Linked DNA regions of Mus musculus: regions 1, 2 and 3 are each linked to region 4. Evidence: chromatin contacts called from public promoter capture Hi-C data. All regions are on one chromosome and are shown on one strand. The core of a region is the stretch at or near the end of the contact, and the rest is flanking DNA. Distances in the headings are between cores, read along the strand shown.

Region 1 (6,433 bases), core at 966-3,465, 650 kb after region 4:
CGCCTGTCTTGACACCCCCCCCCCAAAAAAAAAACAAAACAAAAAAACAAAACAAAACAAACTTGTCCTTTTTCCAACAGAAACTGCAATCCTTAAACAAATGCCCTCGCCAGGCAGTGGTGGCGCATGCCTTTAATCCCAGCACTTGGGAGTCAGAGGCAGGTGGATTTCTGAGTTCCAGGCCGGCCTGGTCTACAGAGTGAGTTTCAGGACAGCCAGGGCTACACAGAGAAACCCTGTCTTGAAAAAACAAAAAACAAAAAAACAAAACAAAACAAAAAAATGCTCTCATTTCTCACCTTAGGTAGGCCCTGCCCCACCCACCCTGCCCCCATCTCACTCCTGTTACCGCCCTAGCTGCTCCCCCCCTCCCCCACCAAGCATGGCTATTTTAAGGGCCCCATGTAATTCCTTTTGTGTCTGGCTCCATTTTTTTTAGCATGATATCTATAAGGTTCATACTTGTACTCGGTGGGGTGAGTTAGGGCTTTTTTGGGTTGGTTTGTTTGTTATTTTATTTTTTCTTGATTTTGGTTTTCTGAGACAGGGTTTCTCTGTGTAGCCCTGGCTGTCCTGGAACTCACTCTGTAGACCAGGCTGGCCTCGAACCCAGTCTGTACCTGAGGATGACCTTTAACTCCGACCCTCTTACTTTCCCCTCCAACATGCTGGGATTACAGATGTGCACCATGTAGCCAGCCCTCCTAGTTCGCCTCAGCTGCCAGCACAGCCCAGAATTACCCAGATCTCAGCTGAGCTGGGGGGTTGACTCCATTGGTCTGAGGACATGTTTGTGATAGATTGTCTTCTTTTATCATTGTTTATTTGTTTAAATATGTTTTTTGTTTATTTACTATTTGTCTCCCCATGTAGCCCTGGCTGGCCTCGAACTCACCTGCCCCTGCCCTCTTAGTGCTGAGATTAAAGACATATGCTGCCCGGGGGCACACTCTTGATAGCTAATTGATAGAGAAGGTCCTAGCCCACTCAGGGCAGTGCCCCTCCTGGGCAGGGGCCTGGGGTTTATAGAGTTAGCTGAGCAAGCTCTAAGGAGCCAGGCAGTCACAGCAGGATCCTGTGTGATTTCTGCTTCTGTTCCTGATTGCGTTGCTTCTCTGTGATAAGGCTGGGGCCTGGAAGTGTAAGCCACACAGGGCCTGTCTTCCTTCGGTTGCTTTTGGTCAGGTGGTCTATTACAGCGACAAAGAGAGAAGCAGAATGCGCAGTGGCTTTCCTTCTCTGTGAAGACTGTGGAGTAGTCTGCATGCGAATTCACACGAAATGAGGAACCTCCTCCACAGACACGCGCGGTTCCGAGAACAAGCAACAGCCAGGGCAGACAGAGCGCTCAGAGAGAGCCAGATTAACCTTCCAGTGGATAAGCAGAGGTTTACCCAGTGACACTGTGCCCAGCAGCACACACCTGCCATTCCAGAACCCGAGACACTGAGACAGCAGGACCAGCTGAGGTTCAAGGCCAGCCTGGGCTACATGAAAACCTTTCTCAACAAAAATGAACAAATTACCCAGCAAACCATGCGCGGCTGGTGGCACTCAGTGCTGTGAAGGCTTGGGAGACAGGGAAGGATTGGGGACACTGTGGCAGCCCTAGAGGGGAGGGGACATTAGCTAGGCCTTCAGAGTCTCCCTGGAGCAGGGACTTAGTGCGCAGTGCAAAGGAAGGTACTGTTAGCAGAGGACAAGCTGCCGGGTTCTGCAAAGCAGGCTCCTCCCCTTCCTCCTCCCTTCTCTCCTCCCTTCCTCCCCAGCCCAGACTAGCACTACCGGTACCTGATTTGGGGTAGGTGACAATGAAGATGTCGTCGTCCCGCACGTTGCTAGTGTTCTCAGCCAGACTGAGGCTCTCCGGTGAGTACATGCCGACAGGAAAAGGGATACCTTTGTATCTGAAGTATTCACCTCCAAAATTCCAGCTGAAAGAGGGGAAGGGCACGTGTAAAGAAGACCAAGGAGGTGGGCAAGAGTCGCAGGGCCCTCCATTCACACGCCAGTGAGGAGTGTCCTTTCTCTGAGCCCCGTGTGTCCACCTGAGGAGTAGATCCACTTCAACTCCACCACAGCAGTCCCGTGATGTCATACTGTCGCCCCCACACTATGGGTGTAGAAAGCTGAGCGTGGAGGGTGGGAGTGACTCGCCCAAAGCTACGCTTCTGGTAGGAGGAAGGGTACTTCATGTCTGCAAAGTGGAGCTAAGTGTTCTCCTTATGTCTATTCCACATCCCAACCCTGGAGGGCGACACCACGTCATCAGGCCATTTTCCGAACGAGGAACCCAAGCCAAAGGTGGCAGGTGCCCCCGCCAACGCTGCACGCTGCAGAGCCCATGTGAGAACCCACGATGACTCACCGAGAAGCTAAAACGATCTAGCTGTTTGTCCCAAAGCCATGACGCATTTACGCAGCCACGAAACCGAGTTTCCAAAGAGAAGACTGAACCTAGACCTTTCAGAATGGTGCAAGAAGTGGTCCACTACGGAGCCCCGCCCCATCCCCCCCCCCCCCGCACTGTGAGCCCCGCCCACAGCCCTCTATTAATTTGTTGGAGACAGAGTCTCACTAAGCTGTTCTGGCTGGTCTTGAACTTTTGATTCTTGTGTGTCAGCCTCCTAAGTAGCTAGGATGACAGATTTGGGCCACCAGGCTCATGTGGGACACATATTTTATCTACTGATTTTTTTGTACTGATGGAGCTTGAGCCTTGATGCTGACACATTAGGCTATCACTCGACCACCACGCTACAACCCTTGGTTTCATGTTTTGAGGGAAAAGGAAACCACAGCATATTGCTTTGTTTTGAAGAAACGCACCCACTAAAAGTTCCTAAGAACAGCCTGGCTTCTGGATGCCGCATCTGCTTCGTTCCTCTGACTGGTGGGACCTCTGTGAGTGAGACCAGTGGATCACATCACGCTGGTCATTCCCAAAGGCTGAGACAGGAGGACAGAGAACTAAAGGCCAACTCCAAAAGTACAGGGAGATTTGGACTCAAAAAGGAAAAGACACTGGGGTGTGGTGGCGCACACTTTAAGTCCCAGGCAGAGTCAGGGAGATCGCTGAGTTTAAGGCCAGCCTGGTCTACAGAGTGAGTTCCAGGACAGCCAGGGCTACACAGAGAAACCCTATCTCGGAAAAAAAAAAAAAAAAAGACAGGGTTTCTCTGTGTAGCCCTGGCTGTCCTGGAACTCACTCTGTAGACCAGGCTGGCCTCGAACTCAGAAATCTGCTTGCCTCTGCTTCCCGAGTGCTGGGATTAAAGGCGTGCGCCACCACGCCCGGCTGAGAAACCCTGTCTTGAAAAACGAAAAAAAAAAAAAAGAAGAAAGAAAGAAAGAAAGAAGAAAGTTTGTAGTGGTAGAGCCCCTACCTAGAATCCCCATTCCAGCTTACACTTCTACATTGCTGTTCATCACTAAAGGAAGTCAGGACTGGAACTCAAGCAGGTCAGGGAGCAGGAGCTGATGCAGAGGCCATGGAGGGATATTACTTACTGGCTTGCTTCCCCTGGCTTGCTTAGCTTGCTTTCTTATAGAATCCAAGACTACCAGCCCAGAGATGGCACCACCCACAGCCCCCCCCCCCTTGATCACTAATTGAGAAAATGTCTTACCGTTGGATCTCATGATCTCATGGAGGCATTTCCTCAACTGAAGCTCCTTTTTCTGTGATAACTCCAGCCTGTGTCAAGTTGACACAAAACCAGCCTGTACACCCAATGAGGGGCAGGCGACGTGGCTCAGTGGTAGAGCCTCTGCCTAGAACTCCCCAGTGAGGGATGGGCATGGCTGTATGGTGTGTCACTAGGCCCTAGAACAGCAGTAATGACAATGCTGACAACGAGAGTTTGGTTTTGAGGTAAAACTCAGACACATGGAGGAGAAGGCATTTAGGAACGCTCACTGTGGGATGCTCTCTGTGCCTTGGGTTTTCTGGTGTATAGATGGATATAATGCCTGCTACCTTGTAGCATTTTGTAAAGCACTCGGGGCTCTGTCTAACCTGGAGAAAGCATTGTATCAAAGTTGGTTAAATTTCCACAGAGAAGAAAGGCAGGAGGCTGGCTGTAAGTGGTCAGCATCCATCCTGGTTTGAAGCTCACATCCCATAAATCTGAGATTTCTAAGGAATAACCATTTTGTCCAGCAGTGGCCCAGCATTATCAAGGCCCTGTTCAGGCCAGCCTGCTCAGTGTTCAGCCTGTTCAGTGTGCCTTGTAAGTTGTAAATTCTCTAGATACTACATTTGTTCAGTGATGTTATCCTACCCCTCCATAGGTTGAACCCCAGGAATGTGTGACATCACCAGTTACCAGGCAGATTTGGATGACCAGGCAGGAGCAGTGAGGTCAATGGTTACCAGGCAGATTAGCTGGTGAAGGTCTGCCAGTGGCAAAGTCTAACGAGCCTTGCCTCCTTGAGTCTCCGTTTCCTCACCTGTCACAAGCAGCCAGCAATAATTACTGCTTCAAGCCTTCAGTCCTACTGAGGATTATAAGTGCTTGTATATCTTAAGTACTGGGCTTTTAAGAGATACTCGGTGGTTAGCCCCAGGTATGCTTTAGTCTTTGATCTCACCAATTCCTTGAGAGAGCTATTTCTCTCTCATTACAGGAGTGGGAAACTGAGTCACCTTCCAAGGAAGGTTAGCCCCAGGTATGCTTTAGTCTTTGATCTCACCAATTCCTTGAGAGAGCTATTTCTTTCTCATTACAGGAGTGGGAAACTGAGTCACCTTCCAAGGAAGGATCTTGTGCCCGTAGGCACCCTGAAATCGTTCCTGGATAAGTAAGTAAATGAATATGGACACCTGGCCCACTGTTCCACCGGTTTTTTGTTTTTTTTTGTTTTGTTTTGTTTTGTTTTTGTTGTTGTTTTGTTTTGTTTTATCTCTGAATGCAGCTCAGGTCCTGAGAGGCCAAGTGGCGGGGAGTCAGGGCTGCTGGCAATCAAGGTCAGACATGAGGCAATGAATAAGGGAGACAGCGACGGCTGAGTAGATGAACAAGTGGATGAAAGAACGAGGGGATGAATGAATGAGTGAATGAATGAATGGACGCACAACAACAGAGTCAAGGAATGCTCTCAAGCACTTGTGTCCCCTCCCTTTCCTGTGCCTTTAACTCTGGGTACTGTAGGGACCTCATCAGCCAGAATGTGTAGCTCTGGAGCCTCCCAGAATCCCTTGAGCCCCCTGTAGGCTCCTCCTTATCCCTGCCTTAAGGCCAGCTCTGGCCTCCACCTGGCCTCTCCCTTCAGCTGTGTCCATCTCTCTAACACCCATTGCCCCTAGGGTCACACAGGCACTTTGGGCTTTATGTCTTGTGCCTTCCTGAGTCCCTGTGCCAACATCCACAGATGTGTCTCCCCTGCTAGTGGTGAGGGCTCGTCCTCTGAAGGCGCCAGCTCAGTTCCTATCGTGGAGAAGGGACACAGGCTGAATTTGGACAGGTTTCCATGTCAGGAGACCGATGGAAGGAAGGAAAGCCACTATCGCCTATAACTTAACCTGCTGATCATGTTATAACCCTGCCTCCACTGGGGCCCTACAGTCAGCTCTTCCCACCTGCAGGCGAGGACCCACCCAGGACTGGGTGCTTCTGCTCTCCCCATGTTTATAACCACAGCACCTCTCTTACTGACAGTAGTAGCCATGTTATTACAAGAACCTACAGGGCACTCCCATCTGCTGTCCCTCTGTGCCACCGTCTCTGTCAGCCCAGCTCACGAGCCTTGTTTCCCTTCCTGCACCAAGACAATCCTGCTGTAGGGTTTTACACAGGCTGTTCCCATAGCTTCCATTCCTCTACAGACTCTTGCCCTTCCTGTGTGGAATCTGCCACAATGTTACTGAACATCCTAGAGGCCACCGGATGGACAATGGGCTGGCCACACATGCTCCAGCCAGCGAGCTGCCCCCCCCAACACACACACACACACACACACACACACACACACACACACACACACACACTTGTCCCCTTCTGACTTGTTTCTGTTCACATAGCTCAGGCTGAATATTGTCTCATCTTACATGAAACACGGATGGGGCTCATAGAGGCTTTATGTTGAGGCTTTGGTATTTCAGATAAAGCACACATTGGGTGCCTTGAGAAAGGGTCCTGAGTCTAAACTCCAGTTTACAGACACTTCCCACGCACCTTCCATAGCCTCAAAGACATTTCATCCACGTTTTGGCTCTGACAGGTTCCATTGAGGTCAGGCATGCAAAAAGCTTGTGCCTGTAGTGTCATGCCAGCTCCGAGAACGGTTTAGGTTTTCAGATCTCCCCAGTGGAGGTAATCAAGTTGTATATTCTGGTTCTCTTCTCTGTCCAGGGGCTTTCAACAGTGAGGAATGTTTTTCTTTAGATTAACTGATTTACATGTGTGGATTGTGTATGAGTACCACATGCAGT
Region 2 (6,382 bases), core at 1,761-4,260, 770 kb after region 4:
CGCTGGCCTTACAGGTACGCACCGCTACACCCACTTTACATGGGACGGGACCCAGGACCTCATTCATCCTGGACAAGCACTATAGCGGCAAATGTACAGCCCCAGCTTCATCCTTTTCTGTTTCCCTGGTACTTACATGCGAGCCACCTTCAACACCTCCCGGCTGTGTGCTCTAACCTGCTGGCCCCGTCTGCACCCCCAGTCTCTGCCCTTGCCATCACCGTTGCTCTAGCCTAGACAACTGCAGCTCTCTGGCACTCTTTTCATCCCTGCTCATGTCTTTTAGTTTGTTCTCCAAACAGCAACCGAAGGGATCATTTCAGAATATTAACAGGAACACATCTCTTCTCAACTGAAAACCTTCCAATAAATTCTACTTTAGAATCAAAACCTGAGCCCAGGGCCCTGCATGAACCAAGCCTCCGTGCCCGTCTGAGCTCAGCTGCCTCCCCAGCTCTGCCTTGTTCTCTTTTCACACAGAATGTTTCTTCTAAGCTTTGCCCTCAGCAGTTGTCCCTCCTGGGGACACAGTCCCCAGTTCCTCCATGCCTAGCTACCCCTTATCATCCTTCAGGGCCCATGCAGATACCACCTCCTCTGGAGCCCTCTCTTGATTCCCATCTATTGCAGCCTTAGCCTCAGCCGTTCCTGCTTTCCCTTCGGGCAGATTTCACTATCTGTTGCTTACTTAGTTTGTCTCCCTCATTAGAGTACAAGTGAGCGCTGCCCCCCCCCCCCCAACTCAGTTTTATAATCCCGAACCTAACTAAACAGGCCCCAGGCCTCACACGCCTTCCTGCACCTACATGCAAACAGCAATCAGAATTTCTCCTTTGGCACATGCCAGTGGTTTAGTGCTGGGTACAAGACAGCTGTCCTGAAAAGAGGGGCCTTCCCAGCATGCATTGGAGACTCACAGACGACCTCACCCCTCAGAGGGGATGGCTATGAACAGACTAGGTCTTGGCACTCATTTAGCACAGCTGGAGCAGCAACGATAACACTTCCCCCCCTCCCCCAGGGCAGTGAACTATATATGTCCCTGAAGGTGACAGGCTACATACAAAGTGGATAGCAATTTTCAGTGGGGCACAGTCACCAACAATGGAAGCACAAGGGACTGTGTACACCAGTGTTCTATGGAGGGAGCAGCCAGGCCTACATATCTGCCTACAAATCTAGCCAAGAACAAAGAAGCCGGATAGAGGTCTTTCCCAGAATGTTTTGGGCAGACCTGAGGGCCCTCGGATGCAATGGTGCTCTGGGAACAAGGTCACAGGCCTTCCTAGCCGGCAACTGGTTGGTTTAGGTTCCATCCACCCAGGCGGCCCCATCCTTCAGCCAACCCCACTTCTAGGTTTCACTTGCTCCACATCTAGTACACCCCTTTCTCAGGCTTCATCTGCAAATTAGGGTAGTCCATGTCTCTTCTTTGGTACCAAAGGCCTACCACAACCCACTGTCCCCACCCAGGCCTTTGGGGGCAGGTCTCTTTCCAGGCTACTACCAGGACCAGTCTCTCCTGACTCCACTTCAGGTTTCTGGTTTTCTCTGGGTTCAAAATCCTCATTTCCGTACCTTTACAGTTTGACAAGCTCATTCTCAAACCCCACTTCAAGGGCCTACTTCCTCCTCTCTCAGCAAAGTCCTTTTATTACATCCATTGGAGTGGGTCTACCCTCGGCCTTCTCCACTGGATCCCTCCATCCTTGAGCACTAGCAGGGTCCTTGGGCTTGGCCTGCTTCTCATCAGTCCAACTCTCAGAATGCATGGCTCTGCTCTCATTCCTACACCTCTAGGCTCCAAGCCTCCAGCTAAGCCTCCCACCATGCCCTCCTTCAGCACCTAGTTCTCTTATCCTATGGTTCCCATCTCTGCCTTCCTGGACACTAGACTCCATCTCTTTCTGAACCCCATCCCTTTCCAACTGACTCTTCCCCTCATTGGTCCAAGAGCCATAACTCTAGTTTCTGACCTTGTCGTCACTCATTAAATCTATCTCTTCTGCCATTGGCTTTTCCTCAATCCTCATTGTAACCCACCTCTTTCCTGATTATTGATCTGACCCTTGTAGGTGACCCCTGAAAGGTGCTGTGAACCCCATAGAGCACATCTCTTCAAATCAGACTCCTCACTGTATAGACTTGACTTTTAACCACCAACATGGAAACTGACCAACGGACGGCTCCACCCCCTAGTTACTGTCTCCGTCCTTACAACCCCCCCCCCCCATCTTAATACAACCCGCCCCCCAAGTTATCATAGGTCCCGCCTCTCAAAGGTCTTTCCCTTCAGCCTACGCAGGCACTGCCCCTCGACGAACCTCCCGCCTCAAGTCAATCAAAACTACGTCCGATCCAAGACCCCGAGCCGCAAGGCCCCGCCCCCGAGCCGCAAGGCCCCGCCCCCGAGGCGGCCCGTCCCCCGCGGTCGCGCGCACCTTGGGTGTGAGTACGAGCGCGGCGCCGCCGTGCACGGCCACGATGGGCAGCGAGGTCTGCGCCGACAGGAAGTCGAGAATGGGCGCGACGGCGGGCGCGCGCGAGTCGTCCTCGAACACCACGCCGTGCACGCGCAGCCCCGACAGCAGGTCGCAGAGCTGCAGCACAAGGCTGCGAGGGTCGGAGCCGTTGAGCACCAGCGCCACGGGCCGTACGTCCAGGCCCGGGCTGCGCACTGCCGCCGCCACGGCCGGGCCCAAGCGCGCCGCCTCGGCCGCGTACGCCGGGCCAGAGAAGACCAGCGCCACGTTGAGCGGCCGCGCCCCGCCCGTGCCCCCGCCGGCCGCGCCCGGCCCCGGCACCTCCTCCGGGAACGGGCTGGCGCACGCCAGCGCCAGCAGCAACAGCATCTTAGCGGGGCCCCGAGGGCCGCGGGGGCCACCGGCGCCGCGCATCGCCTGCGGGCCCCGCCGGGCGGCCTCTGCGTGGACGGGAGGCGAGGGCAGAGCCCGAGGGGAGACACGGGAGAGACGGGGCGAGAGGGGAAGGTTGGGTGATGGAGAGAGGGAGGGGCCGACACGGAGGGAAACAGAGATGAGGGACAGAGATAAGGGAGAACGAGACAGAAGGAGGAGACAGAGATCGAGAAACAGAGATAGGGAAGGCGACAGAGACAGTGAGACCCAGATAGTGAGGGAGATGCAGAGTCAGGATGAGAGGGGAAAGTTGGGTGAGAGAAGGCGCGGCGGCAGAAGCATAGAGGGAGACAAATGAAGAGAGGGAGACGGGAAGAAATGGAGAGACAGAGAGGGAAAGAGGCAGGAAAGAGACATACAGAGACCAGAGACAAGAAGAGACAGCGGGAAAGGCAATGGAGGGAGTGGAAGGGAAAGATGGAACCCAAATAGAGGGAGGGGTGGGGGGGTGAGATGAAGGAATGAAATGTGGGAACCAGGAGGCACAAAGGCGGGAGGGGGTGAGTAATGGGGTCAGGGAAGATGCAGAGGTAAGAGGTGGGGGGAGAAGGCAGGCATGGAAGGGGCAGTGATCGAACAGATGGGAAAGAGACCCAGAGATGGGACAAAGACCAGGAAAAGAACGCCAGTGAGAGCAAAGGAGAGGGGGACAGCGAGAGAGATGGTCAAGGAGAGGGGAAAGAGTGAAGAGAGATGAAAGGCCAGGCTCACGGGGACACAGACCCAGGAGAGGGAGCACAGGAGAGGGAGCACGGCAGAGGATGGTAGTGAGGCAAGGAGAGATGCAGAGAGAAATACAGGGAGGCGGAGAGATGAGAAAGTTGCGGGGAATAGAAAGCAAAGCAGAGACCCACAGTCACCCAGAGTCAGGCACACACCAACCTCAGGAAGAAGGAGTGGAGATGGAGAGAGGCAAGCAGAGCGAATGGAATACAGAGAAGACAGAAATAGCAAGGCAAGGCGAAGCCCCAGACCCCCACCCGGGAGGTGCCCAGCACACATAAAAGCAAGGCAGAGGCAGGTGGCAGAGGAAATGGAAAGAAAAGGGCGAAAGTAAGGGGGAAACGGGAGAGGAAAAGGGGTCAGGTGTATGGGGGAGAGAGAAGGAGAAATTAGTTGGGTATCCAAGGAGAGACAATGCCCACCACCCTAAGCCATTCTTAGCCCCTCCTCCTGTCCCTGCCCCCCTCGTTTTCATTCTTGATGAAACTGAGTCACAGGCCAGTCTTGGGGTTGGGGGCACAGCTGTGGGGAGCTGGGGGGGGGGGTTGTCCCTGGCTTCCAGCCCAGAGCAATTTAGTAAATTAAAGGAAGAAGAGTGTTGCCTCCAGTGGCCCCTGTTGAATACTAGTTGCCTGGGGTGGGTGGGCCAGGATCCCAGGCTTCTGGGTACTAGGTTTGAGGAGGAGCCCTGGGGGCCTGATCTCTGCTCACATAAAGCTCCAAGGACCTGCACTGGGGGCTTCCTGAATGGGCCAGGGTCCAGATACAGAAGGGTTCTCTCTTGGCCGTCAGTCTCCTGTCTGGTTGCCATGGTAGCACAGGCCGGTCCACTCTAGACAGCAAGGGTTGGGGCAAAGGCACACACCCCCTACCCTGGCTGGAACCCTTATCTTCCAAATCATTACTCCACCTTTCTGGAGGTCCTGGGCACTTGTCTCCCCAGGGAAGGGGGTGCCCCCTCCTGCAGGCCATACCTCCTCCTGTCCCCCCTCTTCATTGCCTTTCCTTCCCAAGCAGCTGGCTCAGTCCCTGCTCAGAATAGCCCCCCTTTCTCCCCAAAATAACGCACAGCTGTGGCCTGGCCCCCGCGGGGTTAATACTGGTTCTCTCCCTTCCTGGTGGCTGCTCAGCCATCAGCCCCCTCCTCCACTTCTCAGACCCTAGCCTCTGCTTTTTTGGGGGTCCAAGGTCCTTGTCACTGTGAGGCCTAGGAGGACAGCCTCAGCCCCACCCCTGTCGGGAGGCAGTGTTTTCACATACAGGGTTCTTGAGGGCAATGTTTCTACCCAGCGCTTGTACCCCGTTATCAGTCCTCAGGAAGCAAAGTCCCCAGATCTCACATCAGAGCTGGCAAAGTCCATTCCGACCTCCACCTTATGAGTTTAGCCTCTGTTTCCATCCTACAGGGGCCTCAGAAGCACCCCGAGCCTGCTCCGTCAGGAGTGCTCACCCTCCCGAAATTCCTGACTGAACTTGGCCTGGCAGGTACCCCACCTCACCCAGCTCTGCAGTCCACTCATCTTTTTCTCAGGGCCTGGGCATCCTGGCCTCATCCTGTCCCAACACCGGGGAGTCTTGGTTCCTGTCTTGTTCTCCTTTAAGGAGCCCCCCCCCCTTTTGCCTCAGACCCCATCAGTCCCAACATCCTTCCAGCTCACTAGCTCTGGCCTTTCCAGTTGTTTCCCTCATATCTTGTCTATGGTGTAAGGAGGTAGGGGCTCTCTGTGTCTTTATTGCCCCCTAATCCATCATGGGGAGAAGCTTTGATCAACAGCTCCCCCTCATTGTGCTGCAGAGAGCTTCCTATTCCCCCCACTTCACACACACAGACACACACACAGATACACACACACACACACACACACACACACACACACACACACACACACACCCATCCCTATCCTGGAAGGGCATTCCAGAACCTTGAGGAAGGGGTGGCTGCTTGGGGCTGGGTGCCGGTCACTGGACGCCCTCAAGGTCCTTGGCAGGGGTATTAATAGCAGACTCATAGCTCTGAGGTGGGAGGGGAAAGCGAGAGGAGAGAGGGATAGCCAGGCATGGGAAGACTGATGCAGGGAGGGGTATAGAGAAGATGAGGTGGAGAGACTGACAGAGGTGGGATTCAGCTATGCGCAGCTGGGGACAGGGTAACATGTCAGAGGAATGGGAGGCTTGGGTGGTTTTGAGGCATAGAAACCCAGGAAAGGGGCAGTGAGTGAAAGAGAGAGCGCGCGCGAGCAGATGGAAGACAGTCCCTCAGGGACAAGGGGGCAGAGACATTTGGTTTGCTTGCATTCAAACCCCTTCCCTCCTTGAGATCCCTGGCCAACTTTCCCTGCCCTAGATTGGAGGGGGCTGTGTCCCCACCCCCACCCCTGCATCCCCTGCCCCAGCCTTACCTTTTCATGACCCTGTTCTTTGGGGGAAATTGCTGGGGGCCAGGACCGGAACCAGCGTCCAGAGACCCAAAGATTCCGTGGAGTGCTGGGGAGCTGGTTGGGGGCCAGGCCCAGGGCGGCAGCGGAGGCAGTAGCAGTAGCAGCAGCAGCAGCAGCAGCAGCAGTAGCAGCGCAGGCGGCAGTGGCGGGGACCTTTTGCCTGTCCCGGCTCTGTCCCTCCTCTTCTTGGTCCTGCCCTGCCCTGTCCCCCAAGGTTGCGGCCACCAGACTAGGCAAGGATGAGGCTACACATGTTGCGCTGGAAGTTGGGCCCCGGACATTGCGGAGGCTGTCGGGGTGTCC
Region 3 (6,272 bases), core at 3,248-5,747, 590 kb after region 4:
CTGTGAGTGAGAGAAGACAGGAGTCAGAAGGCATGGCAGGGTTGCAAGTCTCCTACCCAGCCCATGTAACAGTCCACTGAGCACATGGTGGAGGTCTGAGAACACAGCCACTCAGGAAGTGTTTCTGTCTGGCTCTGAGGCCAGCCCCCACCCTTTACTGGCAACGTGATGGGTCTTACTGTACCTCTGAATCTTTCTGTCACCTGTTCAATGAGCATGACTAGTTACAATCACCAAAAATTACCAGTTAGCCACCTCTGACCTGATTGCAGCCATTTCCATGATCCTAACAGTTACTTCAGGGAGGACGTGAAAACCTCCCGAGTACTACAGCAGCCCCTCCCTAGTCACAGTTTGACCTTCTAGAGTTCCGGTTACTTTGGGGCAAGTTGGGCTTGAAAATATTAAGTGGAAATTTCCAGAAGTAAATAATGTATAAGTTCTAAGTTTTGTACCGAGGGTGATGAACTCTTTAACGCTAGCCCTGCCCCCCTGCCCCCCACCCACCGCAGCTCTGGTGAGTCACCCTTGGTCCAGTGTGTCAGACTGTGTGCTCTGCATGCTTTGGTCACTGGGCTGTTATCCGGCCCATTGTGTTCAGGCTAGCAAGATGACTCAGCCAGCAGAGGCACTTCCAGGCAGGCCTGATGTCCTGAGCTCAATGCCTGGATGTCACAAAGTGGCAGGGGACAATCAGTTCCTGAAAGCTGACTTTCCCTCTGAGGAGGTTTGCAGCGCTATGCTCCAGTAACCCTTACCTTACTTTGTAATGGCTTCAAAGGGCAAGACTAATAATCATAGAGATTTCCCACATCGGGGAGGCTTTGTAAGAGGCTCCTTTAAATAGAGAAACTAACAGGGGCCGGGCAGTGGTGGCCTGCGCCTTTAATACCAGCACTCGGGAGGCAGAAATAGGTGGATCTCTGTGAGTTTGAGGCCAGTCAGAGAGAGTTCTAGGATGGCCAGAGAAACCCTGTCTCGAGAAAACACAAACAAAACCAGAGAAACTAGCAGGACACGCTGGGTGCAGGGCGCTCACACCCATCCTCAGACCTCTTGTCTCAGCAGCGGCACAGTTACTTTGCTCGAGCTGTTTCTTTTTTCTTTTATTTCTTTCTTTCTTTTTTTTGGTTTTTCGAGACAGGGTTTCTCTGTGTAGCCCTGGCTGTCCTGGAACTCACTCTGTAGACCAGGCTGGCCTTGAACTCAGAAATCTGCCTGCCTCTGCCTCCCGAGTGCTGGGATTAAAGGCGTGCGCCACTGTGGGCCTGCAGTATACCCACACCAGTGGCTGCACTTCTAATATCCTCCCATCATGCCCAGCCCACAAGGAACGATTGCTTCTGCTACACCCCAGGTGCTAGTGAACATGGGAGAACAAAAGAGAACTCTCCACTTGTGCATTACAGAGGCTGGAACAGGCTGTGCTTACACAGACCAGACTTGCCATGTGATTTTGCTTCCTATGGGCTCAGGTTCATTGTTCAGCTCAGTCTGTGTGCCTCAGTTTCTTCTTTTGTAAGATGAGACTGGCCATAGTACCCATGAGCATTGCATTCTCTCATTGTCTGTGTTATAACAGATTCAGTCTGCCCAGAGCTCCTGACTCTGCAGCTCTGGGTAGACCTGTGCCTGCCAAGAGCAGTCAAATATAGCAAGTGAGACAAGCACCTGCTTCTGGGCCAGGACTCGGGGGGTGGGCAGTGCCAACTTCCTGTTTCTGAAACACTCTATAATAAGAGGTAGGCCTTATCAGTTTGGCCTTTACGTGTAGGTCTGTGTTCAACCTGTTTCCTGGTAATCACTTCACTGGAATAGAATTTGCATATCTAAGAATCCACCCGTGTCAGTGTTCTCCTAGTTCCACTAGTGTGGCCTCTGGTGTGCTCAGAGCTGACTAATACCTGCTTCATCCCAAAGACTGTTTGTCCACAGCCCTGGCTGTGTCCCCTCTGCTACCTTACTTAGCTAAGCTGGTCTTGTCTCCGTGACTTGCTGAGCCACGTAGTTAGTATGTGGAAGGGTACATCATCCGGCCTGGCGACTCCTGCTTGTCCTTGGCCTGTCACTATGTGAGTTTGTATGGGTTACCTTCATTTCCTGCCTGTGATGGACAATGCTGTCATAGCTCACGATGTGGATGCTTTTTGGTTCCCTTGAGCACCTCTCTGGGGTGGCACTGCTGGGTCAAATGTGGCTGGTTTCAGGAAGCAGCAGCAGGTGTTAGAGTCCCATTTCTCCATCTGCTTTCCTTTGCTACTGACTGGCTGTGGTGGGCACCATGCAGTGTGGGCCCTCACTGAGGAGACCACGGTTTTAACCTGCAGGCTCTGCCTTGGCACTGCTGGGCTTGTGTGGACTCTGATATGCACAACTCATCTATGCTGGGTAGCTTTTCTCATCAACATGACATAAGTTACCAGGGACCTTTCTGACTGAGAAAACACCTTCATCAGATAGCCTGTAGGGGAGTTATGGGGGCATTTTCCTGATTAATTATTATGGGAGGTCCAACCTCACCATGGGCAGTGTCACCTCTGGGCAGGTGACCCTAGGTTATAGAAGAGCAAACCACAGACAGCAAACCACTAAACAGCACTGCTCCATGGTCTTCGCTTCAGTCCCTGCCTCCAAATTCCTGCCGTGAACTCCTGTTCTGACTTCCATTTATGATGGACTGTAAACTTCAGACTGAAACAAACCCTTTCCTCCCTAGGTTGCTTTTGGTCCTGATGTTTATCACAGCAGCAGAAAAAAGACTAACGCACCACCCTAAGGATAAGGCAAACAACCGCTTCCTCTCTTTATGTATCCAGACTCCAGCTCTCTCAGGGCCCCACAAAGTCTTCAGGTGTCTGCTGCACCATACTGATATCTGCTCTCTCCTGCTTATTCTCTGTCCAAGCCTCAGTATTAGGCAGGCCCCCTCAGCTCCTGTATCCCAGGGCCTTACTTTATTATTAACCATTTCTGGAAGTCAGAACATTCTTGGAGTTTAACTTGGGTTCCCAGAAAGGTCAGGCAGCTCTGACCACAGGACACAGCACAGCACACACACCAAGTCTCACAGAAATACAATGCTCGCCAGCACTACACTGCCTCACTTGCCCGCAAAGCAAACCCATCCTCCCCCACCCCAGCTCCTTCTTTTCTCATTGCAGTCATTTTCTTTCTCCTGGCTCTCTAGCCAACTCGAAGTGGATCGCCCAGCCCAGCCAGAGCACCAGGGAGCAGAGCTGGGCCAGAGAACCTGGGCAGAGAAGAGAAAGGGCTCAAGATGGCTTTGGGAGAGGGAGTGGATCTCGGAACACTTCCTGGTAAAGGCAGCAGCTTTGGGAAGTGCTCTGTTGCTGCCATCTTGAGGTGACGCCCAGCCTTCATCCGGCTATGCCGAGAGCGCCCTCTGGAGGCTGTTCCACAGCAAGGCCTGGAAGACTCAGTGGAGAGGCTGTGCTACCCACCTCCTTTGCCTGAGGCTGCAGACAGAGACCCTCTACTGTGGAGAGCAAACAGGCCTGAGCTCTCCCGAGGCTTGACCCTGTGAGGGTTAGGGTCTCGATACTTGGGGAGCTCCATAGCACCTCTGAATTAAGGACCAGCCACTTCCTGGGTGGGCTTGGCTTCCCCACAGCTGATGCTTTCTGGGGGTCCCCCAGCCAGCTCAGGCACCCAGAGCAAAGTGAGGAGGAGAACTCCCTCTGGAGACAGCGTAGGGACTTACCACGCTAGGCAGGCAGGATCCTGCAGCAGACCCAGACCTTCTCTGGATGTCTGACAGCCATCTGTCCTGCTCCACAGCGAGCCATTCGCAATTGTCTACAGAACAGACCAGCTTCCCGTCTTTCTGTCTAGAAGGTGGCCTGACAGTGCCAAGGCTGGGGCAAACCGGGGAGGACTTGCTGGACCCACAAGTCCCACGTGTCACCCTATGGCTCACACAGCCCTTGCTGGGGACATGGGTCTCAGATGTGGGATCCGTTGGCCTGAGCCTTCTCTTAAAGCTTAGTCCTCCTGCATCTGTGGGTCTTGTAGCTCTCATTTGTCCTTGTCCCTGCTCCTCTAAGATCCCAGCCTCAAGGGTCACCCGGCAGTACAGAGGGATCTCTTACTCCCAGGGCACCAGGTCCCTGAGTCTTGTCCTGGGCCAGTTCTGCACACTGGCAAGACAGTAGCTATGAATGGGGTGGGTGCTCAGGAACAAACCACACATATTCTCATCTTGCTCAGAGAGAAACCACAACACTCAAATGTTCAGACACAACAAGTTGTGGAAGTGTTTCAGGCTAAAAGCCCTGGGGCCTTTATCCACCAGTGGCTGGGGGGAGGGGGGAGCTGCCTTTGGCTTTTGCTACCTTCTTTTCCTCCCCAAGTTCAGCCAGGCTGAAAGTCTTCTCCGCTGCCCTCCTTGCAGGTAGCACTGGCCTCTGGTTTCCCCTACAGCTGATCTGAGGCTGGGAATTTTAGAGCTTGAAAGCAACTGACCTTAACACCGAGTTAACGCACTTGGGGCAGGAGGATGCAGGATGGGGAGGGGCTGGCTGGCTTGGGGTCGGCCAAAAGCAGGGGCTGGCAAGCTAAACTCCAGAGGTGCTGGGGCAAGTGGGAACAGGCCAGGACCCCAATCCCAGAACCCCAAGCTGTAGTCATACCCCTACCTGCTTGGATCCTTCTAGGCCGGCTTGTTTGGGGCCACCAAGCTTCAAGCCTGCTGGGGGCGACAGTGCTCCTGTCCCACGCAGTCTCGGGTGGCATGGCTGGCAAGGGTCCCTGTGGGAAAGCGTGGCTGCTGTTGGCTAGGGTTTGGGTGGGCGGTAGTGTTGGATTCTGCGGGCTCTGCTTTCAGCTCCCGCCCAGAACCCCCACTAGCCTGGGCCTGAGAACAGCCACTCTCACTCCTCCCGAGAGCCCTCCAAGTGCTTCTCCTACAGAAGAGTGTGGGGATGACCGACTACAGGACACTCTTTTCTTCTCCAGGCAGGTTTGACCAATGGCTGGGCCCTAATAGCCAGGTAGGAGGTGCATGCTGAAGAGGGGCAGGCAGGCAGAGTCCCTTATGGATCCCACTGGCCCAGGGAATTTGGATGGGCCTGCCACTGAGAGGTAGGAATGCTGTAGGCCCAAACGGGCAAGGGCTAGTTTCTGCCTAACCCCAAGAACACAGAGAACTCACAGCCTGGTACTTCACGGTGTTGAGAGCCGGAAGGTGGGACCTTGAAATTACCTAGCAAGAAACGTGTTTACATGAGGGGCTGGGGTGGGGGAGGCTATGGGTGCATAATGGCTCAGACTCCCGGGGGCAGGGAGTCTATGGACTGGGCAAGGGAGGCACCCTGCCTGGGAAATGTCAGTGGAGCACAGGGCTCTGATGTCTGGAGGTAAGGGTACATGCAGGGGGCTCAGGAAAGTCCCAAGATCCCCAGTCCTATGTGGGGGAAGCTGAAAGCCTTAGTCCTCTGGCTCCTAGCACTCCTTAGGCTCTGGATTTCTGGTTTCTAAGTGCCTTGGCATCGGGCACACACCTTATGCCACCTCCTGCTTTTTTTCCTCCCATATCATCTACCCCCAGCACTGGCCCCCATCTGCTCGGGGGCTGAGTGCTTGTGGAGTGTGGAGGGATTTGGGTCCAGGTCTGAGATTTGGGGTAGCAAGTGGGGCCACCTCCCAGCAAGTCCCAGAAAAGTAAGTGCAGGGCCCCAACACCCTGAGCCCTAAAGGAAGGCCAGGCTCTGCCTTCCCAGTACCTGAGGGGTCTGCTCTCTAACTCCAAGGCTTTGTTGGTTTCCAGCTCCTTCAGCACCACCTTCCCTCAGCACTCTTCTCTGGCTACACACCTGGAGGGGAAAGGGTTAAGGGTGGAGGGCTGGAGTGGGTGGCAGAGAGGCCAGGGTTTTTTGGCAATAATCCGCCTTCCGTGCCCTGGGTGTGGAGAACAAGGTTAGAACCCCATGTGGGAAAGGCTTCCACTCTGACCCACGTGGGCCAAGGCCTCTTCTTCTGATTTTCTGCCAGGCAGTAGTAGCTCTCCTCTCCCTCTCGAGCCTCCCCTGGGCTTTCATGCCTGTCTCTGAGCCTACCTGCTCTTCCCTCCCAGCCCCAGAGCCTCTAGCTTCATGCCATCCAACTACCCAGCCGGACACCCGGTCCTCTGCCCTGCCCTGTCTAGCCTCCGGCTTTCCCCGGGTCTGTGCTGGACTCTGCTCCTCTTCTCTGTGGGCTTCCTCTCTCGGCCAGGCTCCTCCATCTCTTCTCTGTGGGCTTCCTCTCTCGGCCAG
Region 4 (5,851 bases), core at 1,009-3,508:
AAGAGCACTGACTGCTCTTCCAGGGGTCCTGAGTTCAAAACCCAGCAACCACATGGTGGCTCACAACCATCAGTAATGAGATCTGACGCCCTTTTCTGGTCTGAAGACAGCTTACAGTGTACTTACATATAATAATAAATCTTAAAAAGAAAGAAAGAAAGATAAGGGAGAAAAATGTCACCCAAGGTCTGCAAGCAAACTGGGGTGGGACTCCAAATGAACCCAGGAGAGGAACTGTCTGTTTTCTGTTTGGTAGATTTCAACGTATTATTGGGGGGTTTTGTTTGAGAGAGGGGGTATCATTATGTACTCCTGGTTAGCTTGAAACTTACTCTGTAGACCAGACTGGTCCTGAACTCACGGAGATCCGCCTGCCTCTGCCTTCCAAGTCCTGGGATTAAAACTGTGAGCCAGTGCAGGACCAGGAGAAGCTTTACCGTTGATAGGTTTCACCCACCCCTAGGTCTTTGCCAACCCTGACTCCGCCCCTTGCCCTAGCCACGCCCCTCAGAGACATGGGTGCACAGGCTAGGAAAGAGTAGAAATGCTAGGTGAACTGAGGGAGCTGCATCTATTAATCTTAGTACCAGGCCCATCTAAAAGCCTAGCCTGTCCCCTACAGGAGTCCTAGAGGAGTTAGTTGGATTAGCACCTGACACAAATCAAGACCCTCTACTCTAGCCCCGACCTCTAAGCGCTGCACAGACCCTAGCTGGACTTGAGCTTAAGTGTGAACAGGGTGTCTGGCCTCTAACTTTACCCCAATCCTAGAGTGCCACTGTCTCTATTAACCTTGAAGCTCCGCCTCTCACCATCTCAGGGCCCGCCCCTCTTTCAAGTGCAGTCTGCCCACTTCCCTAGATGGGCTGATCAATTTGGGGCTCCTCTCTCTCCAGCTCTGCCCTGCTACTATTTGCCCAGTTTAAAATTAGAAATTGCCATCACATTAAAGACGCAGATCTTTAATCTCAGCACTCGGGAGGCAGAGGCAGACGGATTTCTGAATTCAGGACCAGTCTCGTCTACAGAGTGAATTTCAGACTAGCTAGTTCCACAAATGAAATTCGATCTCAAAGTACTAATAACAATGAAAATAATCAAGCATATTTGCACGAGTGGCCTTCTTGTCCCGGGCCCATGCTGACTGTATCTGTCACCTAGAAACGGGGCAAGCCCGTCCAGTCCAGTTGGCATCACTCATCCCAGGTCAACCTGATCTCTGACCTTGGCATCTTCCTCAAATCCCTTGTCTTCAGTCTCTACCGAGAGTCGGCGTCCCGTTTAGAAGAGAGAAGAGGGAAGTCCAGACAGAGGCATAGGGGGGACTGAGGTAGAGGGGAACCCAGGGGTTGGTGACGCAGGTCCCCCACAGCCTCAGGTTTAGCTCCGCCTTCTCCCAGGAGGTGAGTGCCACAGTTTTGTCTTTTCAGTTAACTTCTCTCTCCCCACCTCCCACTTCTGCCCCGCTCCCCCGCCATCCTCCTACCCAAGTCGGGCCTGGCTTTCCTCTGGGCTGAGTTTGTCAAATTCCTTGGCCACGTCTCGTCCCAGGAACGCCTCATGGTCGTACTGGAAATTCCCGTGGGCGTCATCGTGGGGGGCCTCGCTCAGGGGGGTTCCATGATGGACCCTATCCTGGCCATGAGGTCCTGCATCAGGGGATGGCTTCCCGAGGGCCCAGTGCCTCAGCAGTAAGAGAAGCAACAGAAACGACCATCGCCACATCATCGGTTCCTGAGGAGAGGTGAGGACCAGCGGTCAGGGATAAGACTGGGGGCGGGGGGTGTCTGAACCAGAGATAATGTGGGAGAACTTTGAAGGGGGCGGAGTAGAGGAGGCTGCCTAAGGCAGGGCCGATAAAAGCGCAGGCTGCAAAAAGTTTTGGGCTCAAGAAAAGTCGGCAAAAAGAATAGAGAATTTAAAGGCAAAACAACCTCTGGGGGTGGAATCCGAGCCTCAGAGGAGTCTCAGAGCAGAAAGGGGGTATTTCAGTTAGAGACGTGGCGCATGTCCCACCCAAAGTTCAGGGCATGGTGGTGGCCGAAAGCATCATGCAGGCTCCTCTGTGCTGCCCCCAGGCTGGACCGCGACCCCCACCCTTCCACCCACCCCACCTTCACCCCACCATCACCCCACCACACCTCTGTTACCCGGCCTGAGTTAGCTCCCTACGCTGAGCTCTGCTTTCGCACAAAGATGCCCAACCTGGCCAGGTTCCAGTTAAGCTCCTCCACCAGCCGTCCAGAGGCTGCCGCCCTCTGACCAATGACTGCGCAGGAAAGCCTCAGGGGCGGAGCCAATGACGACCCCCTTGCCACGTCCACAAGGCCGAGCTCCAGACCCGAAGGCGTGGTGGGCGATAAGGCTGATATTGAACTACAACTCCCAGCAAACATATGGGCCGACTTGCACGACCACCTCCAGAGTCTCTGGCCCCAGGGGATTAAGGGGAATGTATTTTTTAAAAACTCTTTCCATTTCTTAGATCCGTTTCAGAAAAGAGGAGGTCGGGTTTGGTTGGCTCACTTGGGAGACAGAAGCAGTCTGTCTCTATGAGTTTGCCGCCAGCCAGGACGACGTAGAGAGACCCTTGTCTTTAAAAAAAAAAGGGGGGGGTGGGGGGGGAGCGCGGCTGGAGAGATGGCTCTGCAATTAAGAGCACTGACTGTTCTTCCAGAGGACCAGAGTTCAAGTCCCAGCAACCACATGGTGGCTAACCATCTGTAATGGAATCCAATGCCCTCTTCTGGTGTGTCTGAAGACAGCTGCAGTGTACTCAGATACATAAAATAAATAAATGTTAAAAAAAAAAAAAAAGAAAGAAGGAAGGAAAGAAAGAAAGAAAGAAAGAAAGAAAGAAAGAAAGAAAAGAAGGAAAAGAAAGAAAGGAAGGAAGGAAGGAAGGAAGGAAGGAAGGAAGGAAGGAAGGAAGGAAGAAAAAGAAGAGAAGCAATGCCTGGTACAGTGTAGGTATCACATACACAACTCGGTCTATAAAATGGCCAGGCTGCACGATAGCAATCAAGAGGTGTCTATATGATCTTTCCCAGACGCGTTCAATTTATTCCAGCTGCTTGAAACTTGAGAATAACGATGCACACACAGATTTGGGGCCAAATTTATGTGGAGATGGAAAACAACCATGTACATTAAGAAGGGAAACTGAAGCAGGCCACAAAAGCAGGGATCCATGGGAGGACATCGGGCCCAGGCTCCCTCAGGAGGCTCGGAGACAGTTCAGGAGGTCACACAGCCCGAAAGGCTGCAGTGGGCAGGGGGCCCGAGTCTGCATCAGGAAGTGGCTGGAAAGGCATTTGCACCTTGAGGTTCAGCTTCTGGGGGCAAGTTCCCACCAGGCAACAGGTCACCAGAGTCATCGCCGCTGAGAGAAAGCCATGGGGCTGAGAGAGAGGAACAGAGGTCAGCACAAGTATCTAAGGTCTCACCCACCCAACACACCTGACAGGGTCACGCTATGGTCTCTGTTCCCATCTCTTTTCCCAGGGTGGTCAGGGACTCTTTTGTCTCTATTATCTCTCTGCCTCCCCTCTTTCTTTCTGAGTCGCTACTTCCTGCCACGACCCCCAATCCTGCACACGGCCCCTCCCTTCCCCAATCCTGCACACAGCTACGCCCCTCCCCAATCCTGCACACGGCCCCTTCCCTCCCCTCCCCAATCCTGCACACGGCCACGCCCCTCCCTCATTCTGCACACGGCCACGCCCCACCCCAATCCTGCACACGGCCCCGCCCCTCCCTCATCCTGCACAAGGCCACTCCCACCCAATCCTGCACACGGCCCCGCCCCTCCCCCATCCTGCATATACCTGGCAGACCGCTGCGCATCCTGCCCCACAACAGCACACCGCCTGCGATGGCCACTACCACCAGCAATAAACCAAGAACGATTCCAACCACAGGCACAGAAGATCTGGCTGATGAATCTGCAGCCAGAAAGTATCATGAAGACAGGGAAGAAAGGAGTTGATGATTTCTCGGAGACCCCCGGAAGCATGTATTTGAGGGTGGGTGTATGCGGAGAAAAGGCCCTGGGCCTCATGTGTTTCCTCACTGAATATAAGAACCGGCCACACAGTGGTGACACACCTCTTAATCCCAGCACTTGGGAGGCAGAGGCACACAGATCTATGGGTTAGAGGCCAGACTCCTCTACATTGTGAGTTCCAGGACAGCCAGAGCTCTACAGAGAAACCCTGTCTCAAAAACAAAAACAAAAAGAAAGAAAAAAGAGAAAAAAAGAGTCAGCCACTGTGCTGGAGAGACGGCTTGCAGCTCTTCCGGAGGACCAGAGTTTGGTTCCCAGAACTCGTGTCGAATTCCAGGAGACCTGAGCCCGACCCTCCATAAATCTAGGCTGTCAGAGGTTCAAGGAGTGAAGGCATTGCCTTTGCCATAAAGCCCGGTGACCTAAGTTTGAGCCCCAAGGCTGACAACCACAAGTTGTCCTCTGTCGCCACAAGTATCCCATGGCACAGACTCACCTCTGCTCTCCCCTCTCACACAAAGAAAGTGGGAAAATTAAATACATATGGATACACTTAGATATAAATCTGAAGAAGGAGGAGGAGGAGGAGAAGGAGGGAGAGGAGGAGGAGGAAGGGGAGAGGGGGAGGAAGTAGGAGGGAGGAGGAGGGATGGAAGGAGGAGGAGAAAGAAAAGGAATAGGAGGAGGAGGAAGAGGAGGAGGAGACCTATACTGAGAGGACACAGCCACACTGTGACAGAACTAGGTGAGAACCCAACAGAGGAAGGCGGAGCAGTCACAGGACAGTCAACAAAGTTGGTGCTTTACCAAAGCCATGGCAAGAACTGTCAGAGGCAAAAGTGAATGGTCAAACACCATGAAGACCAGTAGCAGCAAGACTCATCATGGTCAGACTCAGGGGGAACTGGCCACAGAGCTAATGGAGAATCAGAAGCCAGGAGCAGAAACAAAGAAGACAATGGGGCTGGAGAGAGAGATGGCTCAGCGGTTAAGAGCACCGCCTGCTCTTCTAGAGGTCCTGAATTCAATTCCCAGCAACCACATGGTGGCTCACAACTGTCTGTAATAGGATCTGATGCTCTCTTCTGGTGTGTCTGAAGACAGCGACAGTGTACTCACATACATGAAATAAATAAATACATCTTTTAAAAAAACAAAAAAAAACAAAGAAGACACTGAGGCTGGAGGGGCAGCCTCACCTAGGTCCACAGTGAGAGGCTGTGCCAGCCCCTCATGCTCCACTTGACATTGATAATGGTGCTCATCTCCACGTTTGACCTCCAGCAATGACCATGCGTGGAAAGAGCCATCTCCATTGGGACCAGTGCTGCAATTCCCGGAGCCTGAGGCTAGCCCATTGCGCAGGAATCGGAACTTGAGCTCCGGTGGGTAGAAGGAGAAAGCAGCACAGGTCAGCACGGAGGAGCCAGAGTTGCCAGGACGGGCCTTCAGGCGCATAGACGGCGGCTCTGCAGGGACACAGGCAATGGGATGGGCCAGCAGTTAGGCTAGGCTATGACCTCACCCACCCACCCCACCCCCACCAAGGCTTGGGTGAAGCTTGCCATGGACAGACTCCACTTCCCTGTATCAGCACTGTGCTGACTTGGAGGGCTTCCCAGAGTGACAGACACCCCACCCTGCTGACCCCACCACTGCACCCCCTTATTTTGGTGTGTGTGGCATGTGCATGGGTCAAGGCCACAGGTCAATTGCAGGCTCCTTCCTCTTTCGCTCTTTGCATTTTTTCCCCTTTATATATTTTTCACTCTGTGTGTCTGGGTGCTTTTTAGCATGTGTGTCTCTGCACCACATGCATGCAGTGTCTGTGGAGGCCAGATGAGG

The links. Promoter capture Hi-C pulls out the DNA fragments that hold promoters and counts their contacts.
Region 1: a promoter capture Hi-C map of pre-B cells shows a contact between it and region 4, with 2.1 times the contacts expected there. The contact joins the promoter of Sult2b1 here to the promoter of Rcn3 in region 4. A contact is called at or near these places in 2 of 39 promoter capture datasets (liver and pre-B cells) and 1 of 115 datasets of contacts at active chromatin or transcription factors (bone marrow-derived macrophages).
Region 2: a contact with region 4 is called in a promoter capture Hi-C map of liver, with 4 times the contacts expected there. The contact joins the promoter of Grin2d here to the promoter of Rcn3 in region 4. A contact is called at or near these places in 2 of 39 promoter capture datasets (frontonasal cranial neural crest and liver) and 1 of 9 other capture datasets (pancreatic islet).
Region 3: a promoter capture Hi-C map of liver shows a contact between it and region 4, with 4 times the contacts expected there. The contact joins the promoter of Ntn5 here to the promoter of Rcn3 in region 4. A contact is called at or near these places in 6 of 39 promoter capture datasets (the C10 cell line, cranial neural crest, liver and 2 more), 1 of 484 Hi-C or Micro-C datasets (muscle stem cells) and 1 of 9 other capture datasets (adipose tissue).

Annotation. Positions count from the first base shown.
Region 1 is chr7:45,740,263-45,746,695 of GRCm38.p6, forward strand. It overlaps Sult2b1 (sulfotransferase family, cytosolic, 2B, member 1), which reads right to left and starts at 2,216. Exons shown (of 6, transcript NM_001360784.1): 1 at 1,792-2,216. The coding sequence starts at 2,098. It overlaps Gm31597 (a long non-coding RNA gene), which reads left to right and starts at 1,700. Exons shown (of 3, transcript XR_391433.4): 1 at 1,700-1,869; 2 at 4,732-4,803.
Region 2 is chr7:45,863,671-45,870,052 of GRCm38.p6, forward strand. It overlaps Grin2d (glutamate receptor, ionotropic, NMDA2D (epsilon 4)), which reads right to left and starts at 3,011. Exons shown (of 12, transcript NM_008172.2): 1 at 2,442-3,011. The coding sequence starts at 2,897.
Region 3 is chr7:45,679,525-45,685,796 of GRCm38.p6, forward strand. It overlaps Ntn5 (netrin 5), which reads left to right and starts at 4,498. Exons shown (of 7, transcript NM_001358870.1): 1 at 4,498-4,974. The coding sequence starts at 4,941. It overlaps Sec1 (secretory blood group 1), which reads right to left. Exons shown (of 4, transcript NM_001271578.1): 2 at 5,742-5,831; 3 at 4,656-4,767. The coding sequence starts at 4,752.
Region 4 is chr7:45,089,955-45,095,805 of GRCm38.p6, forward strand. It overlaps Rcn3 (reticulocalbin 3, EF-hand calcium binding domain), which reads right to left and starts at 2,259. Exons shown (of 7, transcript NM_026555.2): 1 at 2,142-2,259; 2 at 1,487-1,734. The coding sequence starts at 1,728. Fcgrt (Fc receptor, IgG, alpha chain transporter) reads right to left here. Exons shown (of 7, transcript NM_010189.3): 5 at 5,206-5,475; 6 at 3,828-3,944; 7 at 3,039-3,401. The coding sequence ends at 3,292.